Linked DNA regions of Mus musculus: region 2 is linked to region 1. The links are chromatin contacts, called in public promoter capture Hi-C maps. All regions are on one chromosome and are shown on one strand. The core of a region is the stretch at or near the end of the contact, and the rest is flanking DNA. Distances in the headings are between cores, read along the strand shown. Region 1 has its middle 5.6 kb from the start of Mir6937. Region 2 overlaps Gm31508 (predicted gene, 31508).

Region 1 (4,273 bases), core at 831-3,330:
TTTGTCAACCTAGCATTTTGTTTGTTTGTTTGTTTGTTTTTTGTTTTTTTTTCCGAGACAGGGTTTCTTTGTATAGCCCTGGCTGTCCTGGAACTCACTTTGTAGACCAGGCTGGCTTCGAATTCAGAAATCTGCCTGCCTCTGCCTCCCGAGTGCTGGGATTAAAGGCATGCGCCACCACCGCCTGGCTGTCAACCTAGTATTTATGGTTGATTGTTTTTTAAGACTCTCTTACTCTGTAGCAGTGGCTGGCCTGGAACTTGATATGTAGATCAGGCTGGTATTGAACTCAGATAGTCCCCTGCCTTTGCCTCCTGAGTGTAAACCAGGCTGGCCTTGAATTCAGAGATCCTCCTGCTTCTTCTCCTGAGGGCTGAGATATGTGACACCGTGCCTGTTTAACTTTTTTTAGAAAGTTCATTTTGTGTTTGGGTGCTTTGCCTACATGTATGTATGTGCACTATGTGTATGTGTCCCCACCAGAAGTCAGAAGTGGGTGTCAGATACCCTGGACTGGAATTATGTTACAGATGATTGTCAGCTGTCATATGGAAGTTGGGATTTGAACTTAACACTGAGGTCAGACAGAGCCAAGCCCTTAAGTGTCCTCTGCAAGAGCAGCAAGAGCCGTCCCTCCAGCCACATTTTATTGTTTGTATCTCCGGTTGGTCTCAAAGTCACCAGTAAATTGAGGATGACTTTGAGAAGGTAGAATGGTCGTCAAGTCCTAATCTATATTGTCCTTCCTGAGTGCTGGTGTTGCAGGTATCAGCCGCTAGACGTGGTTTGTACAGCGTTGGGGATGGAACCCAGTCCTGGGCAAGCTCTGCACCAACCAAGCTTCAGCACTAGCCCCTGTTCCAGTTTTCTATCTCCAGGCGGGCTGGGCTTGGCTTCCTCCTGCCGTTGCCTCCTGAGTTGTATTTACAGATGTTTACCACCGCTTGCTTTGTTTTTATTCTTTTCGGCTCCTGTTCTAACTGTCCACTGTGAATGGCCTTGTTCCCGTTGAAGGCTGACTGTGCTGTCCAGCGTGTACTACATGCTGACAGGTCTTGGGTGTGAGCCATGACCTCACAGATTGAGGAAAGACCGAGGAAGTTGTCTTAGGGTTTCCATTGCTATGAAGAGACACCGTGACCAAGGCAAGTCTTAGAAAATATTTAATTGGGACTGACTTACAGTTTCAGAGGTTCATTGTCATCACGGTGAGAAGCATAGCAGCATCCAGGCAGATGTGGGGCTAGAGGAGGCAACGTTCTACATCTTGATCCAAAGGCAGCCAAGAGCAGACTGCTCTTCCACACTGGGCGAAGCTTGAGCATAAGACCCTGAAGCCCACCCTCCTATAGTGACACACTTCCTCCAACAAGGCCACACCTCCCTAATAGTGTCAGTGCCATTCCCTGTGGGCCAAGCAAACACATGAGTCTATGGGGGCCAAACCTATTCAAACTACCAATGACGGTAACAGAACTCTGTCAATATACCTAAGTGAGGTCACAGTTTCTTAGCTTCCCCAGAATATTCGTCCTTTTTGTTTTTCTGAGACTGTGTGTGTGTGTGTATGTGTCCCATGGTACACAAGTGGAAGGCAGAGGACAACTTGAGGGAGTTGATTCCTGCTTACCGTGAGTCTGAGTGATTGAAGTTAGGTCATTAGGTTTGATGGGAGCCCCTGTTATCTTTTTGCTGTTGGGTCTCAATACATAGCTCTGGCTGGCCTAGAATGTAGGCCAGGCTAGCTTCAAGTGCAAAGGATCTCTTGCCTCTGCCTTCTGAATACTAGGATTATAGGCAAGAGCCTCCACACTGGACTCTAGAGTAAGTTTTTAAAAGTAAGTCTGGGAGTCCTGGGCTTGTGTGACTCCTCTGCCTCTTGTCTCTTGAGTAGCTGGAATGCAGGCAGTCTACCACTCTGGCTCTGGGATAGTAAACAAGGCAGTTGGGTAGGCCATCAGAACCAATGAGGATGTGTAGGCTTGGGAGGAGCCTCTGGCCCAATTTGTACAGACTACATCCAAGTCTGGAGGAGGAAAGCCATTTATAATGGTGGGTGTGTGTTCCCAGATTATACAGTGAGGCTCACAGCTTCAGACACATGCTTTTCTCTTGCTCTCTCGGGTTTGGTGCTGGGGTAGAACCCATTAGGCTCCTTACTTCCTTAATAGAGCTTTGGCATCTGAAGTGGAGCCTTTTGCTTATTTTGGGCTGGAGGAGCTACAAAGATCCAAGACTCTGCAGGGTGTCCTGGGGCCTCGGGTGGGTTGGTGCTGGGCTGATCACACAATGTGATAAAAGTGTAAGTCTCACGTGGTGGACGTGGAAAGTAGGGGGTTTCATGACAGGAATTTTCCTTAATTTGCCACTGTGAGGATTTTGAGCATTTTCCAGAGGTAGAATTGTGAATAAATAGGTGAAGAATGTGGGGGGGGGGCACAGGAGTAGGTGGGCATATAAAGGGGTAGGTGGGTGGGTGGATGTGGGAGTGGCTGGATGGTGGTGGGTGGATAGATGGATATACTGGATTGATGAGTGGGAGGGTAGGAAGATGGGTTGTATTGATGAGTGGGTGGGTGGATGGAGTTGAATAGGAAGATGGGTGAGTTGATGAGTGGGCGGGTGGAGGGTGATGAATTTGATTCCTGTTCAGATGTGTGAGCTGGAACAATCATTTTTCTGAAAACTGTTTTCCTTTGGAAAGTACACTATGTAAAAGTTTTCAAAAACCTCAAATAATTTTATGGCTTATACAATACACATACACACACCCCAGCATCCTGAAGATGGTCATACAGTACTGATGTAATCCTAATGCTTTTGGCTGTGGCTGCTCAGGAGCTCTGAAATCTTTCAGTGAGGCGCAGGATTGGGTATTTATTTTAGAATGTGATTCCCTAAACTCCCCAAGCAACAAGAAATAAAACATTAACGCTATGGGATTTGTTTAGTCTCTCCCCTCTGAGGAGAGCCTGAGCTATTGGTATCTCAGCTCAGAGCTCTTTTTGAGGTAGGTTTCCCGTTCTGACTGTAGCTGTGGGTAGGTGGTGTGACACTGTGGCCTTGCTGCTTTGATGGTAAGCAGAGTGTGAGCTGGAGGCTCTTGATCACTGACACGTGGATGACACTGGATGCCCTGAAATCTTTATGGGTCAGTGAGGTCAAGGGCAGTCTGCACAGCTGTCCGCTAGAGGTCTAGGTCTGTGCCATCCCTGAAGGGAAACCCATCTGTAGGTACCAGCTTACCTGTAGCAATACAACCCTGTTGTTGGTCACAGCCAATAAATCCAGCTCTTCCCATCAGCCATTAAGTCTGGGATATGCTCTATGCCAAGAGTCTCATGTATGGAGGATCTCTAGTTAGTGGTATTGCTGAGTGATTTAATCACATGGGCTCTAGCTACACTAGGGAATTAATGATCATTGATAGTTTCCAGCATGGAGACTGAACCCATAGCCTTGAACATTCTAGGAATGTAACCTGCCTCTGAGCTATATGCCCAACTTACTGCTGTCCCTTGTCATTATGCTTCAATGGGTTAAATGTGCTTGTCTGTGTCAGCTGTTACAGAAAGCTCTCCTGTCCAAAGTCCACACACCTGTCTGGCAGACAGATCGATGCAATCAGCGATTGGCCTTGCTGTCTATACATCTTTCAGCCTGGCCAGTCGTTCATTAATCCTGATGGCTCTCAGGCGCCCTGGCATAATTGATTATTGCTTCTCCAGGAGAACAAAGGAGGCTTGTCATCCAAGAGCACAGGGGTGCCCGCAGGGCCAGGGCCAGAGATGCTTTCAGGGGCTTGTCTTCCACCCCGTCCCTCCCCCAGAGCAGGACTTTAGACCACACAGGGACATCATCTAGGACAGTGATACTAGTGGCTGTGTTGGCTTCTCCACTCCATGCTTACTGTGACCTTGCTGAGGAGAGGCATTGCAGATTCATTCATGCCTGAGATGGACACTCACGAGCTTCCAGGGCTGTGAATGGTAAGATCCTCGCAGCCAGGTTCCACATAGGAACAAGGATGGGCAATAGGACAAAATTTTTGGGAGAGCAGAGCCAGGAACACTAGTGAGTGGGTGCAGCTGGTTCTCAGTGGATTATACGCTGCTGACACACCAGAAGTGAGGCAGCTCCTCTGCAGAGTCAGGAGTCTCAGGTTGTCAAAAGAAACACCACAGACTGGGAGACTCTGAGACTGGAGGCTGGCTATCTTGAACTTGAGATCAACATTTCCGGGGCTGAAGATATGGCTCAGCCGGTAAGAGCA
Region 2 (4,273 bases), core at 1,198-3,697, 340 kb after region 1:
AGATCCCTTTAGCTCCTTGGCTACTTTCTCTAGCTCCTCCATTGGGAGCCCTATGATCCATCCATTAGCTGACTGTGAGCATCCACTTCTGTGTTTGCTGGGCCCTGGCATAGTCTCACAAGAGACAGCTACATCTGCGTCCTTTCAATAAAATCTTGCTAGTGTATGCAATGGTGTCAGCGTTTGGATGCTGATTATGGGGTGGATCCCTGGATATGGCAGTCTCTACATGGTCCATCACAAAGGCAACTCTTATAAGGACAACATTTAATTGGGGCTGGCTTACAGGTTAAGAAATTCAGTCCATTATCATCACATGGCAGCATCCAGGCAGACATGATGCAGGAGGAGCTGAGAGCTCTGCATCTTCATCTGGAGGCCCACAGTGGCACACTTCCTCCAACAAGGCCACGCCTACTCCAACAAGGCCACACCTCCAAGTAGAGCCACTCCCTAGGCCAAGCATATTCAAACTACCACAACTATTATTCTCTTATTCATCATGTAAATGTAACACCTGCATGGCTGCATGTGTGCCTTTCTTGTATATAGCTGCATTCCTTATTAGAGGGCTACAAATCAGACGGTTTATGCTTTGCTTTAGAAGTGAGTTCTCTGTATTTGGGTTACGAGTATACGGAATGTCATGGTTCTATCACCAGTGACCTCCTGATTTCTCCAGTTGGAGCGGATCCAGAGGTTGGATCTTCTCTGACTGGGATGATCCTTGCTCGATGCATGCAGTCCAGGCACATCTGCATGAAGGAGTGCTCTCATAGAGCATCCCATAGATGCTCCCATGAAAAATCACTTTGCTACATTGCAAGAGAGATGGTGACACCAGTCACCTTCCTTGCTCACACGAGTGTTCACTCCCAGTGAATGTGTGCCTTCCTAATGCACCCATTCATGCTGAGGATGCCACAAGCAGGCACAGGGGAGACCTCAGAATGAGCCACTCATGCTAATTATAGGCTCCACTGATGGATTCATTTAACTTTGACCTGGGAAGAGAAGTCCTAGATGCCCCAACATGAGAGGCAGCAGGAGTGAGGCTGCCTCGTGGCTGTCGCTTCCTTCTTTCTTTCTTTCTTGGAGCTTTTTTGGTTGTGCAAACACAATCTTGTCAGGATTATTTTCAGGTTATTTGTCTAGAGTCCAACGGAAAGCGACATTGTTTGTTTTGTGGATTTACATGCCTTTTTTTTATGACCTAATCTCTTGTTAAAATGGATAAAATAGGTTGTATGAAATCAGAAAGGAAATATTGGTTTTAGCTCCTTTTTAATCCAGGTAGATTAAGCAGAGCATTGTTCAAAAGGGACTGTACTGTGATTTGAAAGAAAAACAATGAAAACAAATGAGACCCTAGGCCTTGTAAGAACAATACCAGAATGGAGCATGGAGGCTAGTCATGCCTGACTGCAGCCTTCAGCAAGAGAAGAGATGTACTGGATTCTGCTGCAGAGGACCTGGCTGAGGGACAGTCAGATGTCACAAAGGCCTCTGCATTTGCAGACAGAAGATTTGGGTCTCAAGTGACGATCTGCCAGTCAGGAGTCAGGCAACCTTGGGCAAGTGAATTAACCTCGTCGTGTCTTGGTTCCTTAGTCAAGGTTGGAGGTACAGTCACATTAAAAGCTCTGTTTTTTTTTTTTTAAGTTCCCCTTTTTACCCTCTAGCTATTTGCTAGTGTAATTTTTCTTTGTTCTTGAGAATTTCATACCTGTGCACAATGAGATACGCTCACATTCACCTCCCTCATTTACACCCCCAACTTCAGAGGAAAAAAACGCAGCGTCTCCTAGGAAGGAACCCAGATCACCTCATGGGTTCTGGTAAGGCAGAATAAAAACATCAGGGCTGGGGACCAGAGAGAGATTAGTCATAAAGACCTTGTCTCACAGCCATGAGGACCTGAGTTCAGATTTCCAGTACTCATGTTTTACAAACGCAAAACTGGGCATGGAAGTGCATACCTGTAACCTTAGCAACAGCGAGGGAGGCAGAGACAGGTAAGGCCCTGAAAGCTCTTAGACTGGCAAAGTTCTGAACTAACAGGCGGCACAGACTCAAACAGAAGATAGGGGAACCTGAGAACTGATGTACACACACTGGACACTAGAACTGACCTCCATGTGTGCATTGTGTACAACTCGACCCACCACCCACACCCCCACATCCATACTCACACATCCATACACCCTACATTCACCCCCCCACCCCTCCCACATCCACACCTACAGTCCCGTACATCATTGTTCTATCTGAACCTTCTAGCACAGGTCTGTGATCCTGACTCCTCTGTAGGCTGAAGAAGAGGATTCCATGTTCAAGGCCATTCCAGGCAGCAATGAATGCCAGGCCAGCTGGGGTACCACACAGCACCAAGAGAACCAGGATAGATTGCAGTGTTGGGATGTGGCCCAGTGCATCCCACACCATCCTGAGCACCATGAACTCAGTGTTTTATACTTTTCCTTCACATTCTGTCTCTAGGGCTTTTACCACACAACCTGTCAGTTTCATCACCATACCATAATTTAGGAGATGGTAGGAAAGTACAAAGAACTTAATAATTCATTGTTTTTCAGCCAGGAGATCTAAAATCCAGAGAGGCTAAGATTTCTCTGTGGGTACACAGCACGAGAATGATGTAGCCTGACTCCCGTCATTTTTTTCTGTGGGTTCTTTAAATGTCTGCTGGACAAAGTGTCTTGATTGCAAGAGGCACAAATCAACACTGTATGAATTAAGCGGAGAGGAAACTCATTAGCATGACGTGGGGGAGCCACAAAGCAACAGGAGATGAGTGGAAGCAGCAGATGCTGTGGGGCATATGAGGCCACACAGCTGGACCTGTCCGCCAGGGATGCTGACGCTTGCTGCCCCAACACATGCCAGCATTTCTCTCCACGGTTTCAGAGAGTCACAAAGGAAGATCCAGTCCATGTGGCCAGGTCAAAGCTTGGAGCTTGGCTTCCAGGGGTAGGGCACATGGCCCTCCCCCACCAGCTCTAGAGGATGCAGTTTTTGTGTTTGGTCTTCTTCCCTTTTATATAGCTTTAGATAATTCTGCAATTACACACACACACACACAAACACACACACACACACACACACACACACACACACACACACACACACACACACACTATATTCAAGTATATATCTGATGTCCTTAACTGGGCATTGGTATGTTAACTGTGGAAATATACCCAAAGAGAGAGGTAGGCAACCTGTCATGGAATAACAAAAGTACAAGAAGGCCATGTGTCAACCCCTAGGGTCACACTTTGCACATGCAGGAGCTGGCTCAATCACCTCTACACACCTGCTTCCACCCTGTCCTTCTCGGCAGGTGTCAACCCTTAGCACAAGATCAGAGAGGGAGTGTGTGAGGCAGCCAGATGTGAATGCATGTTTTTTCTTCTCTCATTGACATTTGCCATGTTTTTTTGTTTTTTGGTTTTTTTAAAAATATTTTTGCCAATGTGCTTTGTTAAATTGTTATAGTTGTATAGCACTTCTGCTTGGGTTGGTCTTGTGCTTGTCTCTTGGGGTCAGTGGGATGATATGAATGGCCCTGGACTGCTGATCTGATGGTGTCAGGGATAGTTGTGTGGTGGGTGTGTGTGTGTGTGTGTGTGTGTGTGTGTGTGTGTATGCTATGGTAAAAGGTCCATATCATGCTGAGCTCAGTTTTTCTATACTCCCATGTTGGGATGGTAATGCCACATAGTTAGGAATATGTAAAGTCAGGATATACTTATAGTTGGGGCCAGCACACACCAGAAGATTCAAACTGATCATGAGGTGACATAATTTATGTCAAAATGTGTATGACTGTTACATATTAGTCAAAATTAAAAGTGTATAAGGAAATGGATTTAACCCTGATTGAATGCATGTGTTGGGTTATCATACTTGCTCCCATCAATATGAATAATAAAAATACCAAGGAAAGGGCAGGTGTGTGCTTTTGATATGTATCAATAATAGTTACATGCCCACATTAGGTACCTGGCTCCAGCTTCATGCCCATAGCACACTGAGATTCTGGGTTAGGTCTTGTTTAGTGTGATTTGGAGACGTGCTGGCCTCTTCTCATCCCTCTTCTCTGAAGCTATGATGGGAAATAAAACCACTATACAAAAGAGAGAAGTAAAGCATTCAAAAACGAGCTTTGAACTCTGAGCTAACAGTGGCTACGATGAGACACACCAGTAATTATCAGTAATGATGGCATTGGCTTAGAAATCTCCTGTGTGGT

Evidence for each region. Promoter capture Hi-C pulls out the DNA fragments that hold promoters and counts their contacts.
Region 2: a promoter capture Hi-C map of hippocampal neurons shows a contact between it and region 1, with 2.1 times the contacts expected there. The contact joins two enhancer-like sites. A contact is called at or near these places in 3 of 39 promoter capture datasets (cranial neural crest, embryonic stem cells and hippocampal neurons) and 1 of 484 Hi-C or Micro-C datasets (reprogramming fibroblasts).

The regions. Positions count from the first base shown.
Region 1 is chr12:28,682,826-28,687,098 of GRCm38.p6, forward strand. No RefSeq gene overlaps it. Among named protein-coding and RNA genes, the nearest start is that of Mir6937, 5.6 kb to the left of the region's middle. Within about 2 kb of position 2,081, at least 10 of the 459 cell types and tissues checked have an H3K27ac peak or open chromatin away from gene starts, as enhancers often do. A contact at or near this core is called in hippocampal neurons, where this site is marked.
Region 2 is chr12:29,026,829-29,031,101 of GRCm38.p6, forward strand. The region is part of intron 1 of Gm31508 (predicted gene, 31508); the gene reads left to right. Among named protein-coding and RNA genes, the nearest start is that of Gm31333, 110 kb to the right of the region's middle. Within about 2 kb of position 2,448, at least 13 of the 459 cell types and tissues checked have an H3K27ac peak or open chromatin away from gene starts, as enhancers often do. A contact at or near this core is called in hippocampal neurons, where this site is marked.